Regions from separate parts of the Sus scrofa genome. Here region 2 is linked to region 1. The links are chromatin contacts, called in public Hi-C maps. All regions are on one chromosome and are shown on one strand. Each heading gives the region's core, a stretch centred on a gene start, on an enhancer-like site or on the middle of the called end of the contact. The rest is flanking DNA. Distances are from core to core; before and after follow the strand shown.

Evidence for each region. A called contact is a pair of places that touch in the nucleus more often than the background predicts.
Region 2: a Hi-C map of embryonic fibroblasts shows a contact between it and region 1, with 2.8 times the contacts expected there. The contact joins the promoter of HCN1 here to the promoter of MRPS30 in region 1. A contact is called at or near these places in 3 of 47 Hi-C or Micro-C datasets (brain, embryonic fibroblasts and epiblast stem cells).

Annotation. Positions count from the first base shown.
Region 1 is chr16:29,110,259-29,115,344 of Sscrofa11.1, reverse strand. It overlaps MRPS30 (39S ribosomal protein S30, mitochondrial), which reads right to left and starts at 3,474. Exons shown (of 8, transcript XR_002339735.1): 1 at 2,775-3,474; 2 at 1,321-1,466; 3 at 671-776. It overlaps LOC102160325 (a long non-coding RNA gene), which reads left to right and starts at 3,511. Exons shown (of 3, transcript XR_002339739.1): 1 at 3,511-3,620.
Region 2 is chr16:29,806,819-29,811,995 of Sscrofa11.1, reverse strand. HCN1 (potassium/sodium hyperpolarization-activated cyclic nucleotide-gated channel 1) reads left to right here and starts at 3,141. Exons shown (of 8, transcript XM_021077110.1): 1 at 3,141-3,611. The coding sequence starts at 3,202.

The DNA of each region.
Region 1 (5,086 bases), core at 2,225-4,724:
ACTCTTGAAGACCACAGTGACTGAGAAAGAACTAAGAAACTAGTGCTAGAGGACTAGCATAAAGCTACTTCTTAAAAATCTTCAGAGTTCTCTATGGCTCATCAGGATAAGGATCAGGCATTGCCACTGCTGTGACTCAGGTTACAGCTATGGTGCAGGGTTCAATCCCTAGCCCAAGAATTTCTGCACGCCTATGGCCGGGCTCTCCCCTCCCCAATCCAAAAGAATCTTCCTCAAATTAGATAGGAATCTATAAACAAAGAAAAAAAACAGCCAAAGGATAAGACGCATGAGGGTAGACATCAGGCCTTATTAATTTTATATTCCTGATGATTATCACAGTGGCACAAATAGGTGGCTTTTGTTAAAAAAGAGCCAATCACTACCTCAAATCCAGTTCAACACCTGTATACTTTTGAAAAAACAAAAATTAATTTTATATAAATAACAAATCAACAAAGCCTAATAAGTATAACTATTTTTTAAAGTAGAAAAAAGTAAAAGTTTAAAGTGAGCTGAGAGAATATTTTCTTTCCAATTTTCATGCATATTTCAAACTAAGATTATGAATTATATTGCTCATGGACTATATGAATCTCTGGTCATCAAGAATTTATTATGCAAATCTGCACAGCACACTTTGAGCATATTTATTAAAAGAAAAACTTACCGATAAATATGGTATTTTCATATTGCCGTTTGAATAATGGAAGTTTGTCTGGCTTACAACTCATAACAGGGACTTCTATAGGTATAGAATAATCCAGTGGCACAAACTTAAAAGGAAAAGTCATGAGTGAATGCACAGCAACACCAATATATATTTTATTCACATTCCTAATTTTAAAATCTTAAAAATGAAATGTTACAAAATGATTTGATAACACTACCATCTAATGATGGGCCAAATCCAGCCAGACACCTGTTTCTTCCAAATGAAATTTTATCCAATGATTACTTTTACAAGAACTGAAAATGCAACAAAGACTTAAGGCCCTTAAAGCCTAAAATATTTACTATTTGGACCTTGCAGAACAAATGTGTTAACCTCTGACATGTCAACCTCTGCCAACACTCAAAATACTCTTGTTTTCTCCAAAAGAAATGTACATGCATAAAACGATTAGCTCATACCTGTAAAAATGTCTTGATTTAAAATTAGGAAGGGTAGCCTACTGTGAATTACAATCATAAATTATTATCGGTATTTCGATATGAAAGAGCTCTATCCAAACTTTTTATCCTACCTAGCCCATCACCTAGCCTGCTACGACACTTCCTCATCAACTGTCAACAAATACACATGGAAAAAATCCTTACCTCAGGGAGTTGTCTGGATATTCGAATCTGGTTGTGCGGTTTATCATTTATTTGGTATCGCAAAGCATCAACTCGACCCTTCCGATGACCACGAGGAATAATTTCTTCACCACGCAACCAGAAAAAGTGAACTGGGCGTTTACAATCTATCAACAGATAGTCAAAAAAAAACTCTTATCTGATAACTTAGATAAATCTAGTTATTATTAGAATACCAAACTCACCAATACAGAACTGATGAATGATTGTGCTAATTGAAAATAGCTCGAAAATTGCTCTTTGATGTAAGATAAAGAGTCTGAATTATGTGATATTTTAACTTACATGATCATGACAAATATAACCCTCAAAACCTTGTCTACTTGTGCCACACTGTACTGTAGCCAAAGAGGTTTCTCAGTTAAGAATAATCATAAAATAAGACCAACAGCAATATCACTCACCAGAAATAAAAAGTTTACTAGGAGTCAGAGCTGTCTTATGAATTACTAGATGAATCTTCACAATTATCCTCAAAGGTAGGTATACTGTTATAATCTCCATTTTATAGAAGAGAAACCTGGGTCTTGACAGGGTTAAGCCAATTTTCCTTGGCCATCAATTATAAGTAATCAAAGACTGATTCTTCCCTCAAGATCACTTCCCAACTGAGAAGTAACAAGAGCAAGACTCAATTGAGCACACACCTACAGTCAGAGTAACATTAATTCAATGGATATTTATTAAGATACCTACTGGGTTGTAGATACAAAATGATGAACACGTCAGAAACAACTGATTTTTGAAACTGTCTATCCACTAATTATTTTTCATACTGAAGTAGCTGATTGTTTACTGGGAACCCAGAATGGTTGGGTTTGAAGCCTGTCCTCCAAATCTACCGCTACAGGCTTTTTGGCTAGATAACAGTTTAGGTTTCTGTGCCTTGGGTCAATTTTAAGGGTTAAAATTGGCACGTATGAAATTTAGAACAGGGCCAGACACAAAGTAAGTACTGAATATACGGTAAGTATTTTAATCAACAGTACCTTTAATCTTCACACTTCTATGACCAAGTAGTACTAATATATTCTCATTTAGAAAATGAGAAAAACTAGGCCAAACAGGCTAATAAGATCAGTTTAACCTTTTGGTGTAAGAGCTAAAAAGCAACCCCAGGTTTGTCCTGCTCCCTAGGCGCCCCTTCTCTTAACCAACACTACTCTTCCATTTGGCTGGATCTTCACAAAGCAGAGTCCTGGAGACTTCCGGCTACTCGGTCTAGGGTTGTACAGTTACTAGGTGGCAGCACAGACAGGAGAACCCAGTTTCTGGACGCAGGCCCCAGCCAGGAGCGAAAGGACTGGGGAAAAAACTAACCAAGCAGAGAGAAAGAAATAAAGAGCAAAATTGGGGCAGAGATGTCCTCTACCATCCCCACCTCCCTCGCCTGGGGTGGAGGGCTCAAGACTTACCCAGGGCGGCGGCAGCCAGGACCGGGTTGTGCACGCTGAGCAGGCCCGTGAGAGAGGCTACCAATTGGTCCAGGAAGGGCGAAGCGATGGCCTCACGGTCCTGGATGACAGGCGCGCGCTTCTTGCGCCTCAGGAAGAAATGCTCCTGCAGGAGGCAGTCACAAACGGCCTCGCGCAGAGCCGTTATGTCCAGGGTGGGCTCTGGCTCCAGCTTGGCGGGCGTTGGCGGCAGGCCCGACAGGAACACTGTCTTGGTGAAGCTCTGGTACCAGTTATCGGCGTTCAGGGCGAAGGTCTGCGGATAAACTACGTACTTCATGAACTGCATCTTGGTGAGGATTCGCAGCTTCTCGTCCACTGACTTGGCCGCGTGCACTGTCGCCTGCCATTGCTCCACTCGCCGCTGCCGTGCCGCCTTGCTTTTGGCCGTCAGGGAGGCTACGATAGGCGGGTAGCGCGCGACTGGGGTTGCCGGGACATCTGGGCCGGTCACTTCTGGAGCTGTAACGGCGGCCTTGGCCGCGGTGTGCAGTGACAGCCCAGCACCTCGGAGCGGGAACCTCCAGCACCTGGCCGCCGCCATCTTTACCCAGCATTCCGGGCCCAGAGGTCAACGTCAGCAATTGTTCCTGCCCTCTTGCCGTAAGGACCAATCGGAAAGCAGAATCTGAGTCGGGCTTGGAGAGGCCTATGCTCAGTGGTCTTGAGAAACCTTTCGTCATCCACGTCTTAGCCAATCAGATCGCTTATGCATATCGTGACCCAAAGAGTTTGCATTGAAAGGAAGAACCCCTGCGCCAATAGGTTTTCTGCGGATGTGGCGGGGAGGCGTGAAACTTTTAAACGGTAGGTGCTGCCATCTATGTTGCATTTAGGATTAGAGCAACCTTTTTGCTGGAAAACCTGTGGGAGTATTTTGCGCCTAAACCTCTAGCCCTTGGCTAAATTTACAGGTTTCGTTTATGGATATCACATTACTTTTCTGTTTTGGTTCTTGGGGTTGAGAACTGTTTTTGAAAATGCTGTTTTAACATTTGTTTGATGCTTGGTTATTTTTTAAATGATGGAAGCATCACTCATGATGACTAGTGCTAATGTAGGGGGAAATAATTCCGTATGTATCTCTGTGCTAATTGATTTACAAAAAGAGAAGTATACTGTTACTTGGATTTAACTGAAAACAGGGAATAAGTTTAAAACGATTAAAAAATTGAGTTTAAAATTTTGCTCTGTGTTAAAACCAATTATTTCACCATGAATTGATTACTGCTAATGTGTGAGCTCTTTGAAGTAGGGACTCTTTTCTTTTTGTTTCCTCAGCGGCAAATTAACCTGTGCATTGTAGGTACTTACTAAATATCTGCTGAAAAAGTCATCTAAATCACTAAAAATATAAGCTCATTTCAGGTAATGTAATTTGTTGACTCACGTTCCTATTATAATTAGGGGCTGGAATATTATTTGGACTTACTGCAAAAAATAATAATTCTTGAGGATATTGAAAACCAGACATTATTGCTAAAAGGAAGTTATAACATGCATTTCTTTAAGTTATAACTGATATACAATTTATAAAATTGCAAGGATATTAAACTGACATTTAGAAATAATACCACAGATTCCTTACTTTTTGAGCAAGTCTCAAAGGAAGTGAGGAGTAAATCATGACGATACTGAGGAAAGTGAATTCTGACAGATGGTGAAGAGGCCCTGCGATGGGAACATGCCTGGTGGATTCAAGAACAAGAAAAGAGGCAGGTGTAGTTGAAGGAAGTGATAGATGGAGAGAGTAACAGGAAATGGGATTAAGCCAGAATGTTTAGTTTCCTAGACACAATTGCTAGGACTGCTAGAACTCTTAACTAATACACAAAAGAATGAGAAGCCATTGGAGAGTTCTACTCAGAAGGCTGTCACAGTGTTACTTAGGTTTTTAAAAGAATTACTCTACGTATCAGGCAGTTTAGACTGACTATATCATAGACTGGGTAGTTTAAACCACAAGAATTTATTTTCTCATTGTTCTAAATGCTAAAAGTCCAAGATGAGGGTGCCAGCTGATTGGGTTCTGATGAAAGCTTTCTTCCTGGCTCAAAGATGGCTGCCTACTTGCTGTGGCCTCATGTAAGGATGACTAACCTCTTCCATGTCTCAGGAGAGAAGCCTAGTGGATTAGTGCCCTATCCTTATGAGAGTATTTAACCTTAATTACTTCTGTATATAAAGGCTCTATCTCTTGATACAGTCACATTGGAGGTTAGAGCTTAAACATATGAATATTAGACTGATGCACTACCTACTGAGCTAATGAG
Region 2 (5,177 bases), core at 1,892-4,391, 700 kb before region 1:
AGGCACTTTAGCATTGTGGACATATAATGACATAGAGAGTCAAATATGAAGGTAGTCCTACTTCTCAGGTGACTTAAAAAAACACTCTAAAGGAGCCCTATGGATTCCAGCCTGAGATGGTTTATCAGTGAACAGACATGGAAACATGCCGAGAAAAGGTGATTCTCAAAATTCAGGCCTGTCTTGGGTATGATACACCTGTGTCTGGAGTGGTTAGTGGAGCGACAGGATGATGGAGAGGAGGAAGTGAAAAGAGGAGAGTAAAATTTAGGTCTGGGCTGAACAGAGGGAAGAACTTGCTCTTATCTCTCACTCTGAGCAGATAATCGGTCGCTAATTTCTTCCCCAGTCAAAAATTTCTCGAATTTCTTCAATGAATTTATAAATAGAACAATTAAACAATGTGCTAGCCACAGAAGCGCTTCATGATTGAGTCATTCTAAAACACATTTGCTAATTCTGTCTGTCTGTCTGTCTCTCATTGCCTTCATTCTTTTTAGCTTTCACTATGTCCTAACGTTCTTGCAACTTCTTTTTTTAAGGAAACTTTTTATGTAAGTTCACATTTTAAATGACTTATTTCAACAGTCTGAAAGTAAAGTGAAGGAACTTGATTTTTTTTCTATTGCTGGCAACTTTAAGTTAATAAAAGGACATAATAGACACATTCTCCAAATTAAAAAAATGTATATATATATATATATATATATATATATATAGAGAGAGAGAGAGAGAGAGAGAGAGAGAGAATGTGAATGAATGGAAAATGGCATATACCTGCAACAACCAATGAATGATTTGTGACCCTATTTAAACATTTTTTGTTCTACTTTGAAAACTTGTTTTTCAGTAATTCTGTCATACTAATTTAGTACAGACATTAAAACTGAGAAAATTTTTGATAAAAATAACTGCCTGGTCATGATTAAGATTAAGTTGAAAAAGAACAAATAGAAGGATTGGCTTGAAGAAAAGAGAAAGTGACTTAAACTCAGCATAACATTTTAGATGGTATATTTTTAAATTATTATAAAATTTATGTTAAAATATACATTGTCACACGCATGCCTGAAAATAGAGAAATTGGAGAAGCCTGCAGGATGGAGAAAAGTAGGGAACATCTTTAGCCTAATAAAGAGAAGCTGCCTGAGTAATCAGGCCTTTCTTGGGAAGAACTGTGCTTTAGGCAGTGCTGGTCTTATCCATTCCTTTGGCTCCCTTCTTCCCTCAGCACCTGGTATCCTCACCTGACCTCTTGAATTCCCAAAGTCCCTACTTTGCGAGATCGGAACACTACATTTTTCCTGTTTTCCCTATTGCTTAGCATTGAAATTTGGCCACCTATATGTATTTCTTAGGGTTCTGGTTTTTGATTAGTTGAAAACAGATGGTGTCTGAGTCAGGGTGGAGCTCACTGAACAAGGAGATTTCTCACAGACTATGGAAGCAGAATGGGAAGGGGAATCTTACAGAAGTGGAGCACAGCTAGGCCTAAGGGCGTCTCATTTCTGCTTCTCTCTTCTTTTTTCTCTGTTCTCTGCTTCCTCTCTCAGCTTCCATTAACCCCTCAGGAGGGCTTCTGGTTGTCTTCCACTGCTTTTATCCCTGCCTCTCCTATTGTTAATTGGCTTCATCCCCATTCAGCTGTTCAGGAAACACCTTGATTGGCCCCTCTCATTTTCTCATCTAGGCCATTGTCACCAGCTTCTGGTAGATTCCCTCCCTGAAGTGCCCACTCCTCTCCCCCTAAAACGTGACTGTCCCCAGCAGAACCCATAAGATCAGGGACTCTTGGCAGGGCAGGGATTCCTTTAAAGAGGCTGTCAGCAGGAAGGCAATGTTTGTATCTTGAACAGATGTTTGGGGACATTTGGGAGCCATGAAGCTCCTCTGATTTTGGGGCTGCCCTGCTGAGTGACTGGTGAGTTTGGCAGTACGTCTTGCTTTCTTTAGCAAATCTAGTGGGTCTGGAAGACACCGAGGGAATATGAGGAATCTCAGAATGCTTTCTTCAGCATCAGCAGCATGCTGTTAGTGTCACTTGAGAATACTCTCCCCCATCTGAAGTGGTGATTACATTCTGCCTAGATTCCAAGACATCGTGGCTACTCAGTGAAGTGCAGGTGAACACTGACCACCACGCATGCCTCTTGGCATGTTTTATTGATTACATAACGTGAAAAGTTAGGTCAGTTCTGGTGAGGTTTTCTTAACACACTTTTCTCTCAATATTGGCCGCTGGAAACCTGCTCGCACGTGTTTTGATGTGAGTGGCCTTGGAAGGAAGAAATCTCATCCTCTGCTTAAGAAGCTCCGAGAGAATAAACAAGGATAAGCGTAAGGAGGTCAGCTGTGTGTCCCTAGGTACAGAGCTTCATCTGAAAAGCCCAAGGCAGCTGATTACCCTGGGTTACACAGAACCTAGTCTCTTTCCCTGTCTGCTATTCTCCATCAAGCACTCACGTGAGCACACACACACACACACACACCCCACAGTTCCTTTCTACTCATGAAATTTATCATCTATAGTCAAATCTTTCTTATGTACATCTAACTTTATGCTGCATTTTCTGCATCCAGAGCCAGTCTCTCCACCTTTCCCAGTGTGTATGTAACATCATTCAAACAGGCGTTCAGACAATGTGACAAGGTCTCAACGAGTTCAAGCATGTTTCTTTTGGACGGACATACATCCGCTAATTCAGTCTTTGTCTCTACCTCTCTCTCCTTTTTCGTGCAAACATATACTGAGTCGTTCACAGTATGTGCAAATAAATATCTCCGAGGGCTCCTGAGTTCAATGTCACACTGGGCAGAAGTGGAGCAAGAGTGGAGGGAGAGCGTGCCTTGTGCGGGCGGGGAGAGTCCCTTTCCGGCCAGCAGAGGGCAGCCGAGGGGAGGCGCTGGCGCGCGAGGGCTGAGCGGAGCCTTGCCTCGCTCCGGCAGCCTCAGCCTCAGCACCAGCCGCGCCGGAGCCGGGAGCGCAGCCACTGAGGGCAGCGGCGGCGGCGGGAGCGAGGCGCGCAGCGAGCAGCGGCGCGGGCGGGAAGCAGAAGCCGCCGCCGCCGCCGCCGCCGCCGCGACGGGCAGCCGGGCTCGGCGGCCGCCGGCTCGGGCCCCTGCCCCCTCCGCTTCGTGTCCCCGGCGCCGGGCCGCCGGCGAGTCTGGAGCCCGCGCCGTCGCCGGCCGCGTCCTCCGGGCATGGAAGGAGGCGGCAAGCCCAACTCCTCGTCCAACAACCGGGACGATGGCAACAGCGTCTTCCCCGCCAAGGCGCCCGCGACGGGCGCGGGGCCGGCAGCGGCCGAGAAGCGCCTGGGCACCCCGCCGGGGGGCGGCGGGCCCGGCGCGAAGGAGCACGGCAACTCCGTGTGCTTCAAGGTGGACGGCGGCGGCGGCGGTGGCGGCGAGGAGCCGGCCGGGGGCTTCGAGGACACGGAGGGGCCCCGGCGGCAGTACGGCTTCATGCAGCGGCAGTTCACCTCTATGCTGCAGCCTGGGGTCAACAAATTCTCCCTCCGCATGTTTGGGAGCCAGAAGGCGGTGGAGAAGGAGCAGGAAAGGGTTAAAACTGCAGGCTTCTGGATTATCCACCCTTACAGCGATTTCAGGTGAGGACTCCCTGTCGCCGCCCCACCCTCCCTTTCCGGCGCGCCTTCAAACGCGCTACCCGGCTCTTGGGAGGGGGCGCTCGGGGGACTCGCGGGGAGGGCCGCCGGGCGGGCGGCGCTGCCAGAGGCTCCTACTCTGGCGGCAGCTTGACTCTTCTACAACTAATTTCCACCCGCGCGGTTAGGAATGAGGGTTGGCTCATTTGTTCCTGTTGCCCGGGAACCGCGAAAAGGTTCTTCTCCTTTGTCTCGGAAACTTTGGGGCCAGATTGGGGAAGAAGGCCGCGGTGACCGCGGGATTGGAGGATGCTAGGGTCTGCAGGAAAACTTTCACTTCGGAGATAAGAGTGTTAGAAAGTGGCCAGAAAGTCGGCTTGGGGGTGCCACTCTCCCTCGCGCTGCTCCCCCAAGAAGTGGGTCCCTCCCAAAAGGGAAAAGGTGCTTCTGAGTTTGAGGAGAGGACCTGAGACAGTGACTCACAGATGCGAGTCTTTCCAGTCTTTTCGGCCCTAGGGAGTGTTAATCTGCTTCTCATCTGCTTATGGGCACTGAGTATCCTCAAAGCATTTCTTCGGTATAGTAGCTGGCAGGCTGAAGAACGGTAATTTGCGCTTGGATAGTCCCTGACTTGAGATTTCGGTAGAGCTGGTGATGCCAGGTGGGGTAGGAGCGTGACAGGAAGCCTTGAGTTCCTGAGACGGAGACAGGGGGCGTTTCTAGAGCCCCCTTCCTGAAACAGAGGGTCAGACACCCTTTCTTGACCTTGGCTGCTCGTCTATTTCAGAAATCTCTTTCCCGTTTCCCAGATAGGGAACAAGGGCAGGAGAGCTGAAAGCTGTCAGGAAAACTGCTTTGGCCAATTAAAATTAAGACGTTCCCTGATCTTATTTGTCTCCCAAGTATTCATTCGGCTATAAGCATGTTTAGAGATTATGAAATGAAGGTCGTGAAGTAGATCCTCTTATTAGTGTGCGAGCACCCTGCGGTCACGTTATATTAGCACCTGAATAAGGTTGGGCTTTTAATAAAAAACAAAACAAAACAAAACAAAAAAAACAAAACCTCAGGGTGTCATCTATCCATTTATTTAACTGAACTCCTTTGAAAAAGAGTCAACAAAAAGAGTATATGCAAACTGAGCGTTTTAATAGGTGGCTGTTTAACAGCAAACAAATATAGCCATAAAAAGCAGACTTTTGATATATTTAGAAACTAAGGAAGGAACGGTGCCTTCAACTCCTTGCCTTAATGGGAGCTGTCCATAGTTCTGAATGACATTAGCTGTGGAAAACCCATACCCCCTGCCACACAAAGCCTTGGAGCAACTGTCTTCACCTTCTCTGAGGGACACACACACACACACACACATTCTCAGAAATACATAGCCTCTATTACTTATGCATACAGTGAATGGATTTTAGGACATGTATAATTTTAAGGTGCTTCTTTTCAAAAACTCATAGCAAAGTCCAAAGGAGAACTTACAAAGCCTAACATTGATAGTCTGTGGATAATTAAGAGTTTGACTGAAAGAATGTGTGTGTAAAAAGGATCTGCTAAATAATT